Regions from separate parts of the Mus musculus genome. Here all the other regions are linked to region 3. Evidence: chromatin contacts called from public promoter capture Hi-C data. All regions are on one chromosome and are shown on one strand. Each heading gives the region's core, a stretch centred on a gene start, on an enhancer-like site or on the middle of the called end of the contact. The rest is flanking DNA. Distances are from core to core; before and after follow the strand shown.

Region 1 (3,008 bases), core at 409-2,908, 92 kb after region 3:
CAGGTCACTTCAGAAACAGCAGAGGGCCTGCCTAAAATGTAGCCAGCTGAGTGGTCCTTGTGCCCATTGTTTATTGTCATATGAGTGTCCTCTGCTTCGTTAGGCAATGAGTCATCATTAAGCAATGTATCTTGTCTCCTTTCACAGAGTTCTCAAGGATGGAGAAGCAGAAAGGACTCTAAGAGCCCAGGCCATTATATCCCTAATGGGAGGTGTTGGGTTATGACTAGTTTATTGCTTAGCCTGGTAGGGAGGGGCCTAGTGAACCTGGTCAGTTTCAGGGACTTCCTGAAGCTAATTTGAGTTTGTTTACCTTCCTCTTTAAGGAGGTTCCCAAAGCTATTTTAAGTGCTTATTGCTTAAGGAGCTTCCTACAGGAAGCAGTGTTTTTGGAAACTGTTACACAACAGGAGATCTGTGAAGTGGCTACATTTTAGAAGCTGTGGTCCTGGTGGCTAGTCTGGCAGCCGTGAATACAAATTACTCAAAAGAACAGCAGCATCTTTTGCTAGTCTGATTTACTGACTAGAAATTTAGTGACACAAAAGGGTTAAAATGTTGCAGGTCCAGAGCCAGACTGGCATTTTGTGGCATCTTTATGTCCTTTAACAACTACTGATTGCTCTGCCCTCTACTTGGCTTAACATCTTTGTAACTATCCAGTAAGTCAGAGTGCAAGAACAGATCTCTAGTTTCCGATCAACCAAAGGGCTAAGAATGCTCTCAGGCTAGCATCTGGGGCCTATAGCTGAGATCTTTTTCTCCTTTGCTGTAGCCTGTTTACCTGATATCCTCACCAATACAATTGAAAAGTGCCTTGTTTTTACGTTTTTCTTTGTTCTTCATTAAGAGGCTGGAGAGACAGCTACACCGTTCCTTTGCAAGGGTTGTCCAATCATGTACAGGATGGTTCATAGCTGTTTGCAACTCCAATCCCAGGAGATTTGACCCCTCTTTTGGCCTCTGAGGACACCAGACACATAGGTGGTGCACAAATACACACGCGGGCAAACACGCATAAAATAACTAAAAAAAAAAAAAAAAAGCACAAAATAATTCACAATTTTTATCAAACTGTTACCATGTTGGGACATGGAATAACCTGTATTTGTGTTCCCGGGCTAGGGTCGCTCCTATTTGGCTCTAGGATAAGCCATCTCTGATCCCCTTTGAGGTGAGAGTTGTGTTTTTGCGTCGCAGCAGCGCTGGACTCCACAGTCCCTTCATCAGTTCTCACAGCGACCCGTGAAGCAGGTAGACTTTAGTTCCATGTTTACTTTAGTCTGAAGAGATGAAGTTACAGTGCGGCTTCAATTAGCGTTTCTTTGCGTTTTCCAAAGTTCCCCGATCTGCTGAACCCGGCTCATCCGTGGAATTAAAAACAAAATAAAATCCAGCCTGGAGAAGCATCCTACACAAGAAGATGCAGGGCCCCGCCCCTAGCGCGCTGGCTTTGCCGACTCCACACAAAGCGGTTCCTCCCTTGGTTCCCGAGCGCGCAGGAGGAGTTGCGCGCTGATTGGTGCGCGCGGGCGGAGCGCTGGCCCCTCCCCGCCCTGGGTCGTATCCTGGTGTCACTATTGGCTGAGCGGCCGTGCGCGCTGAGCTCCCTGCCCCTTTGGCTCCGCCCCTCGGGCTCAGAACTTGCACCGGGTGCCGTCGGTCGCCGCGGGAGCGTGAGTGCTGGGCGCTGGGCTCTAGGACGCATTGTCGCCGTAAGTGCTGCCTCCAGCGGCCCACAGGCTTCGCGCCGCGCTGAATAACGGTGGCCAGAGGCCGAGCGTGGCAGGGGCAGAAGGGAAAGCACTGGGCTTGGCCGTGTCCCTTCCCCTCCCCCAGCACACCTGGTAGCACCGAGTCATGGCTCGGGCGGTGCCCAGAGGTCATGGACTATCGCTTGCGGTAGTGGGAGGCTCGTGGTTAGAGCTCTCGGACAGCCCGGCTTCCGTCTCCCCAGTGAGACGCCCTTGCCCATCGGGAGAGGCAGCTGCGCATGTCACTTGGGAGTGTGCCTCTCCGCCCCTGGCAGCGTGGGACGCCCCCGGCCTCTGCGATCACCAGCGTCCCCCCTCTGCTTGCTCCATTTGTCCCAGTTCCTGTCTGCCAGGCCAGCGCGAGGCTGGAGACGAGCAGCCACTGGCTGTGAGAATGGGGTCCAGGGATCCTGTCCTTGGCCACTGTGTACTGTCGGTACAGTCTAAGGATGCTCACGCGGGGCTCCCCAACTCTAAAGCTGAGCTGCGAAACCAGGCGCCAACGTGTCCAGCTCATTGCCCCAGCGGGCTCTTTCCCCTGGGTGAGAAAGTGGGTCATCTCTGCTCTGGTCTCGAGTGGACCTTTGGGACTGTTGGGGTGTGATTAGCATTGTGCCCCTTACCTCGCCACATCAGCTCTTGGCTTCAGCAGGGTCCCGAAGTCTGTCTGGAGCCAGCGGAGCCAGCGGTGGGGCAGATCGTGCGCATGGCTGCGGAGGCTCCGGTTGCCCCGCAGAGCGGCTGCCAGGCTCTAAAGTTCCCAGTTGACCACAACAGTAACTAAATATAGGACCAGCTGGTGCGGCCGGAGTGTCGCAGTGGCTCCTTTGCAGAGATCTTAGGGCTGCAGATAATGAAGTTGAGTTCTGACCCTTAAAGACTGGGTCATTGCCATGGTCAAGGTTTAAATACCTCAGCCCCAAGTTTGGAATTTAGGTGAGATCAGTTTCAGATCTGCCAGAGAAATTATACAGTGTTCACAATCATAGCTTCCTCAAAGCAGAATAGCACACTCACCTTCAATTTATTATATGCAAACTTCCTGTCTGTCCTTGTTTGATGACCTAATAGTTGGTCCTGGCTTAATGCAGGAAGCCCTTAATGGCTTGCAGAGTCTTTTCTTAGAAGTGATTTTTTTTCAGTTAATTTTTATTAACAGTTTCATTGAGGAAGGTGATGTTTCCATCTCACAACTGGGGCTGCCCCACAACATTGAGAGCTTTCCAGAATTCTGCTTGCATTAGTTAGGCTCCT
Region 2 (3,129 bases), core at 485-2,984, 86 kb before region 3:
GACCTCTGGAAGATCAGTCAGTGCTCTTAACCACTGAGCTGTCTCTCCAGCCCAACTTATTCTTATTTTATGTTGATTGGTGCTTTGCCTGCATGTATATCTGTGTGAGGGTGTCAGAAGGTCTGAGACTAGAGTTACAGACAGGTGTGAGCTGCCATGTGAGAATCGAAGTCAGGTCCTCTGAAGGATCAGTTAGTGTTCCTAACCCCCAAGCCATCTCTCCAGCCCCTGCTAGAAAGGATCTTGAGAAGACAAAGGTTTCCTCATGATTATGGTGCAAGGGGGAGGTGATGGAGATGGCGATAGTGATGATGCCAGGTGATGATAATCTGATAGTGATAGAGGTGCCGGTACTATGGGATGGCAATGTCAACGATCTGATGATGGTGAAGATACTGGTGAAGTGAGGAAGATGGGTCGGATGATGGTGATGCTGGCCGTCAATGTGATAATGATCATGTTGATATAATGGTGTTGATGGTGGTGATCTCGACAAGAATTGGGACACTGATTATAGTACTGAATGTGAAATGCAGGGCCTTTCATATGCTAGGCAAGTGTGATACCCTGAGCTACATCCCCAGGCTCCTCCCTCTGACTTCATACATCAAATTCAGGACTACAAAGGAGCTTTAAAAAAAAAAGCTGTTAAAAGTGTGTTTCTGATGTAGCGGGACTGGAGCCTGTTTAGATTCTCGACTCTTTTCCCGAAGGCTTTTTGCAGGTTTCTGCAGCCTGTACCTTGTTCTTCCAGCATGGCTAAGGACTGAATGTCTCTGAGCTTTGGCATCGCAGTCAGACCACCCAGGCAGAGTGCCAACGTGGGGCCACAGGGCAACTGCAGTTTCTGCAGTAACAGAAGAGGAGGCCGGGTTCTGAGAAAGGTGGCACAAGCCCGGGTGAGATGTGACCATGTGGCCTGGGGTCTGTGGCTACTTATTCCCATCATGTACTCACTTAGGGGTGTTGAGAACTACCCCCACCCTGCATGGTTTTACCCACCTCATAACCAGCACAATTTTTTTTTTTAAGCCCCCAGTAGGTATCCATGAGTCACTCTGCCCATGGAAACCTCCCACAGTAACCTCAGGCAGAACAGAGTGGCCAACTGTCTTTCCACAGTACTAGCCTGCTCAAACCTGAGGTTCAGCTGGGATGTAGGTATGGACAGGAAGTGGGTACCAGCTTTGAGTATCTCTCCCCACTCCCAGGGAGGAGGGAACAGTCACATGTATTGAGAATGAGTAAAGATCGTGTCTAGTCCTAAGCACTGCACCATGTCTTCATGTCCCCTCTCATGGGACACTGTGATTAGCCACACTTTTGAATGAGGAGCTGAGATGTGAAGCGGCTGAAACCCCTTGCCCAGCCACTCAAGCCCAGGCCACTCTTCAGCAACTCTTCCTGACAGCGCATCCCATCCCAAACACTCAACTCAGAAGCAGGGAGCAGTCAGTTGGCCTGCTGGTCCACACCAGAGTCCCGCACCCCAACTGCTGCTCTGCTTGGCAGATGAGCCCCTGGCCTTCACAGCTGACTTCCTGAAGGCTGTCACAAGCCGGATGAGGAGGTGACAACAGGGTGGGTGCTGGTGGGAACCTGTGACCACACTCTGGGGGCAGGGCAGGAAGTAGTAATGATATGACGTTGGCCAGGGTGGGCCTGCCTGGGGATAGATCGCAGCATTTTAAAAGCCTCCATTGACAACGCAGGTGTCCCCCTGGGCTTCAGTGGCGTCTTGGTGGGACTTCAGGTAAGGAGGAGGAAGGGTAGGAAGCAGGGAGGTTGAGATACCCTGGGGAAAGAGAGTTGGAAGGTATAGCCAGGAGGAACCAGAAATGCTAGTAGCCAGCCTTCAAGCTCATCCCTCATTCCTTCATTGGGTTGGTGACAACTCGGGGGTTCATGTGTCAGTGACAACTGTCCACAGTTTCCAAGACTATTTCCAGAAGTTTTGGCAGTTAGAGTTCGTAAAGAATGGAAATGAGCCAAGTATGGAGCACATATATGACTATACCATCAGGGAACGGGGTAAACCCCATCTCGAAAGGTGTAAGGAAGGGGAGGTGAGGGGAGAGGACAGGAGAGGAAGGAAAGGGAGGGGAGGGAAAAGGAGGAAGAATCCAAGATCTGTAAATAAACTCCCTGACAATATAATGAAGGCCAGAAGGGGACTGATGTCCATTGATCAAAGTCACCAATGTGTTGGTCTCTTAAGCAGGTTGACCAGAAAGCTTGACAGGATTCTCCCCAGCTTGTTTATCTCCCAGCCTCACACATCACCTGAATTCTGCCTCCAGCTCACTGCTTTAGGTAGAACATGGAAGGCTGCAGCTAGATATGAGGAAGACCTCTGCTCACCCCACTCCCTCACTTAAGACCCTTCAGGGAGAGGAGAAAAACAAACAAACAAACAAACAAACACCTCTGAGGGTCTTAGAAGGAGCCAGTTCTCCATCCGTGGGTTGTGTCCACTGGGGGAAAAAAACCCACCTATTTCCAATGGATGGTCTTAGAAAACGCAAGATAGCAAAATTACAGTCATGAAGTCATGAAAATAAATTTATGGTTGGGGGTTCCCAGGACCATCAGAAATGTGTGTTTTCCTATGGCTGCAATCCACAGGTGGAGAAACGCTGAGACAGAGAGGAGATAGAGGGAGATTCAAAAACTGGGACCCTGTGGCAAGGAAGATCAATGAATTGCTGCCCACTAGCAGGCGACAGGTAGATACCTGTCCTGCCATAGTGTGAAGTATTCGGCAGGGAATGTCAAGACAGAAAACCTGAGCAGTGAGCAAAAGGGCTTGCAAGGGCGCACTTAAAGGTCCCCCACACTAGAGCCAACAGCACAGATACAGGACAGCCTTTGTCCATTGTAGAGTTGAGGCTGATGCCCTTGCAGGAGGCTCAGAGCAGCCACGGGGGATATGCAGGGAGCTCACTGTCTCCTAGCATCTGAAAGGGAGAGGCAGAAGTCACTGCTGGAATTAGAGATGGAGATTAAGTAAGAATCAGCTCGGAGCTATGCCTGGTGCCACAGGATTGAGATCGTAGCTCCTCCACATGTTCAAGGCTTGGCAACAGAATCACTTCAAAGCTATCCTGAGCAATGATACCTTGTCTCAAG
Region 3 (2,986 bases), core at 248-2,747:
GACTCTTCAAAAAGGAAGTCAGGGCTTCCTCCTGGAAGGCTGGCTCAAACCTCAGCAGCCCCAAACCTGCGCTCCATCTGACTGGAGGAAACAAATGGGTCTTTGGACACCACCACCACCCCCAAAGCAAACAAAATATGGGGGTGGGGTGGACACACAGAAGCAGGAAGTCCTTGCCAGCCATCCTACGCTTGTTGCCCCCATCCCATCCCCCCACCCCCGCCCCCGCCCCAGCACCACCGCCGCACAAGGCGAGGTGCAAAGCGGTCCTGATTAGTAATGCTAATGAGGAGGGTGGGGTTGCCTGCACCAGGACATTTAAACACATCTATCAGCAAAGTCACAGGACACCCAGCGAGAGTACCCTCGCTGCGCCGGTGTTTTGCAATTCCCTTGAGGAACCTCCTGGCATTTTCTTCTAGGGCTACCAGCCCAGGGCTGGTATCAAACTCCCTATCAGAGAACTGGCCAAGTGTTTCTCTCTTGTCTTCCCTTGCAGGACAGAGCCACAACAGGACAGAGCCCTTCCAAGTCCTCCCACCTCCCACACTGTCTGTGCATGGCCCGGAGCCCACAGCCACAGGTGCTCTGTCACTGGCTGTGGGCAGACAAGGACCGGCCCATACTCTCTGGCTGGAAGACCAGAGATGCCTCAAGCTCACCCCGGGCCAGGCTTTTGTGGAGTCTGATTTACAAAACAAGGGCAGCTTGGCCACTACAAGGAACTGGGACAGTCAGTGTCCCAAACACTACCTTTCTATTAAGTCCATGTCTTTTGGGGGGAGGGGGGTGTCATGCTCAGGCACATGAATGTACTCACGCTCCACGCACACCCTCGCTCACACCAAGGAAACCCCACCTCAAAAGAGACCAAACCGAGCGGCGAATCAAAGCCAGTGCCTGCCAGGCCCCTCAGTTTGCTCCCTTGCCCCTGGGCCTCAAGGGTCCTGCAGATAAGTCTGGGGACCCCATGCCGGGGTCACAACGCGGCTATCTTTCCTAACTTCTTCGGAAGCCCAGCCCAGCTGGCCCGGAGGGCTCCCAGGCCAAGAAGTGCGGGTGTCGCCACTCCATGTTGTCCCTCACTCCGAGGGAAGCCAGAGTACAGGAGATGAGTCCGGGATCGACCTGCGCACAACCCGGGAGCAGCTCCAGCTTTGAGAAAGCATGGTGGCGCCGACCTGGGGCAGGCCTGGGTGGCTCGGACGCCTCCGCCCCAAACCGAGGGACCCCGATCCTCCCTCGGCGCGGCCCACGCGTGCTTACCTGGCAGCCGCAGCTCCGGGAGAGCGTCGCGCTATGCGGCCGGGGACTGCCGGCGCCGAGGCGGGCTTCGGGCACTACCCGCGCGGGCTCCAGATGACTCCGCCCACCCTCCCAGCCCATCCGGGGGCGGAGGCAGCTCCTGCTGTGTCCAGGCGGCGCAGACCCGGCCAGCCCGGGGCCACCGAGGCCAGGATCACCCCCAGAACCCCGCCTCGAGTCCGGATCCCCCCTCCCACGCCTGGGAGGGCGCGGTCACAGCTTCGGCCTCCGCCCACAAGGAGGGGGTGCGGACTTAAAGATACACTCACCCCACCACGGTCGGATAGGCACAACTCCCCTCCCCCCTCTTTCAATCCAGCCGGTTCCGGGCCAGCATCCTCCGTCTGCTCGCCCTACGCCTGGAGGAAAACCCTAGGGTAGAGGGAACCTGCGGGAGAAGCAAGTTCCTCTTTCCTTGTCTGGTCGGTTCCTTCTGGAAGATACCCAAGGCCGGCTTCCAATCTCCATGGCTGGAGAAAAATGCTTAGGCTGGTGGCGCCACACCCCCTCCCCTACTCCAGGGCCCCTGTTATGTCTGTAGCCCCGGGCTTCCCCTTTCTGCTTCTCCTGGACCCCAGAATCAGCATTTCTCCTGTGCCACTTGAGCTCCGTAGGGAAGGTCTGACGCCTCTCCGAATAGACGTCGAAGGATGAAGCCCTAAAAGAGCAGGTGGTCACCTTGACCGCTGGCTTAGGAAAATTGCAGCTCCCAGTCTTTGGAAGAAGAGCAGCCCCACTACCCCTACCCAACGCATCCAAGTGGTGGTGGGCTCTGGGGCTCTGGTACCTGACCCTTGACCTTGGATCACCCATGGGCACTTACTCACCCCTGCTTAGGTCTCAGGAAAGCCTCTTTGATGTATGGAATGAGGTCTCTCTCTGTCTCTCTCTCTGTCTCTGTCTCTCTCTGTCTCTCTCTCCCTACACTGAGGAATATTTCCTTCCTGCCTCTACCTGCCTTGGCCCCAGTCAGAGCTAGAGGGTCCTTGGCACGCTCTGCAGGGAGTTGTGACCAGGATGAAGACTTTGCAGGCCTGGCCTTTAGCCAAAATCAAGCTAGGGAACTTGAACTATGCAGAAGGAGGGCCTTGCAACCCTAAAAGGACTCATTAAGGGTGGTCTGGCCAGATACCCAGCATGTCTGCAGCGGTATCTCATCTGTGTAATCTTAGCAGGTACCTATGTACCTATCATTGTTCACACACACACATACACACACGGTCTCATATATCCCAAGTTGATTTTGTTCAATATTTAGTTAAAAATAACCTAGAAATTCTAAATCCTTCCTCCTGAATGCTGGGATTATAGGCACGGTCCCTCATTCTGGCTTATGCAGTGCTGGGTGTTGAAATCAAGTATTCTTGTGTATGCTGGGCATGCAAACACTCTAGCATATCCCTAGCCCTCGCTATTCCTATTTTAATACATGGGGAAACTGAGGCCCCAGGACTACCTGCCCTCTATGTCAGACTCCCTTCTGCCCATCCTAGGTGTGTGAGGAAGAAAGAGAAAGCCCAGAGGGTTGCTTAAGGACCATGGCCATCTTGGCTCCAGCCACACTTCACTCAGATTGGCCTACAGTTCCTTAACTGGGCTGTGTGACCCCCACCTTCTGCATCTTTGAGAGAGATGTTTGAGGAGCTACTGAGCTGGGGACCAGAGGCCTAAGTAAAGTGTG

What was found. Capture Hi-C pulls out chosen DNA fragments and counts their contacts.
Region 1: a promoter capture Hi-C map of pancreatic islet shows a contact between it and region 3. The contact joins the promoter of Lrrc20 here to the promoter of Pald1 in region 3. A contact is called at or near these places in 2 of 484 Hi-C or Micro-C datasets (embryonic fibroblasts and embryonic stem cells), 1 of 115 datasets of contacts at active chromatin or transcription factors (embryonic stem cells) and 2 of 9 other capture datasets (adipose tissue and pancreatic islet).
Region 2: a promoter capture Hi-C map of adipose tissue shows a contact between it and region 3. The contact joins the promoter of Prf1 here to the promoter of Pald1 in region 3. A contact is called at or near these places in 3 of 39 promoter capture datasets (liver, maxillary cranial neural crest and second pharyngeal arch cranial neural crest), 1 of 484 Hi-C or Micro-C datasets (trophoblast stem cells), 1 of 115 datasets of contacts at active chromatin or transcription factors (embryonic stem cells) and 4 of 9 other capture datasets (adipose tissue, embryonic stem cells, liver and 1 more).

The regions. Positions count from the first base shown.
Region 1 is chr10:61,474,175-61,477,182 of GRCm38.p6, forward strand. It overlaps Lrrc20 (leucine rich repeat containing 20), which reads left to right and starts at 1,659. Exons shown (of 5, transcript NM_153542.1): 1 at 1,659-1,715. It overlaps D830039M14Rik (RIKEN cDNA D830039M14 gene), which reads right to left and starts at 2,507. Exons shown (of 1, transcript NR_166099.1): 1 at 1,053-2,507.
Region 2 is chr10:61,296,102-61,299,230 of GRCm38.p6, forward strand. Prf1 (perforin 1 (pore forming protein)) reads left to right here and starts at 1,735. Exons shown (of 3, transcript NM_011073.3): 1 at 1,735-1,753.
Region 3 is chr10:61,382,026-61,385,011 of GRCm38.p6, forward strand. It overlaps Pald1 (phosphatase domain containing, paladin 1), which reads right to left and starts at 1,498. Exons shown (of 20, transcript NM_013753.2): 1 at 1,267-1,498.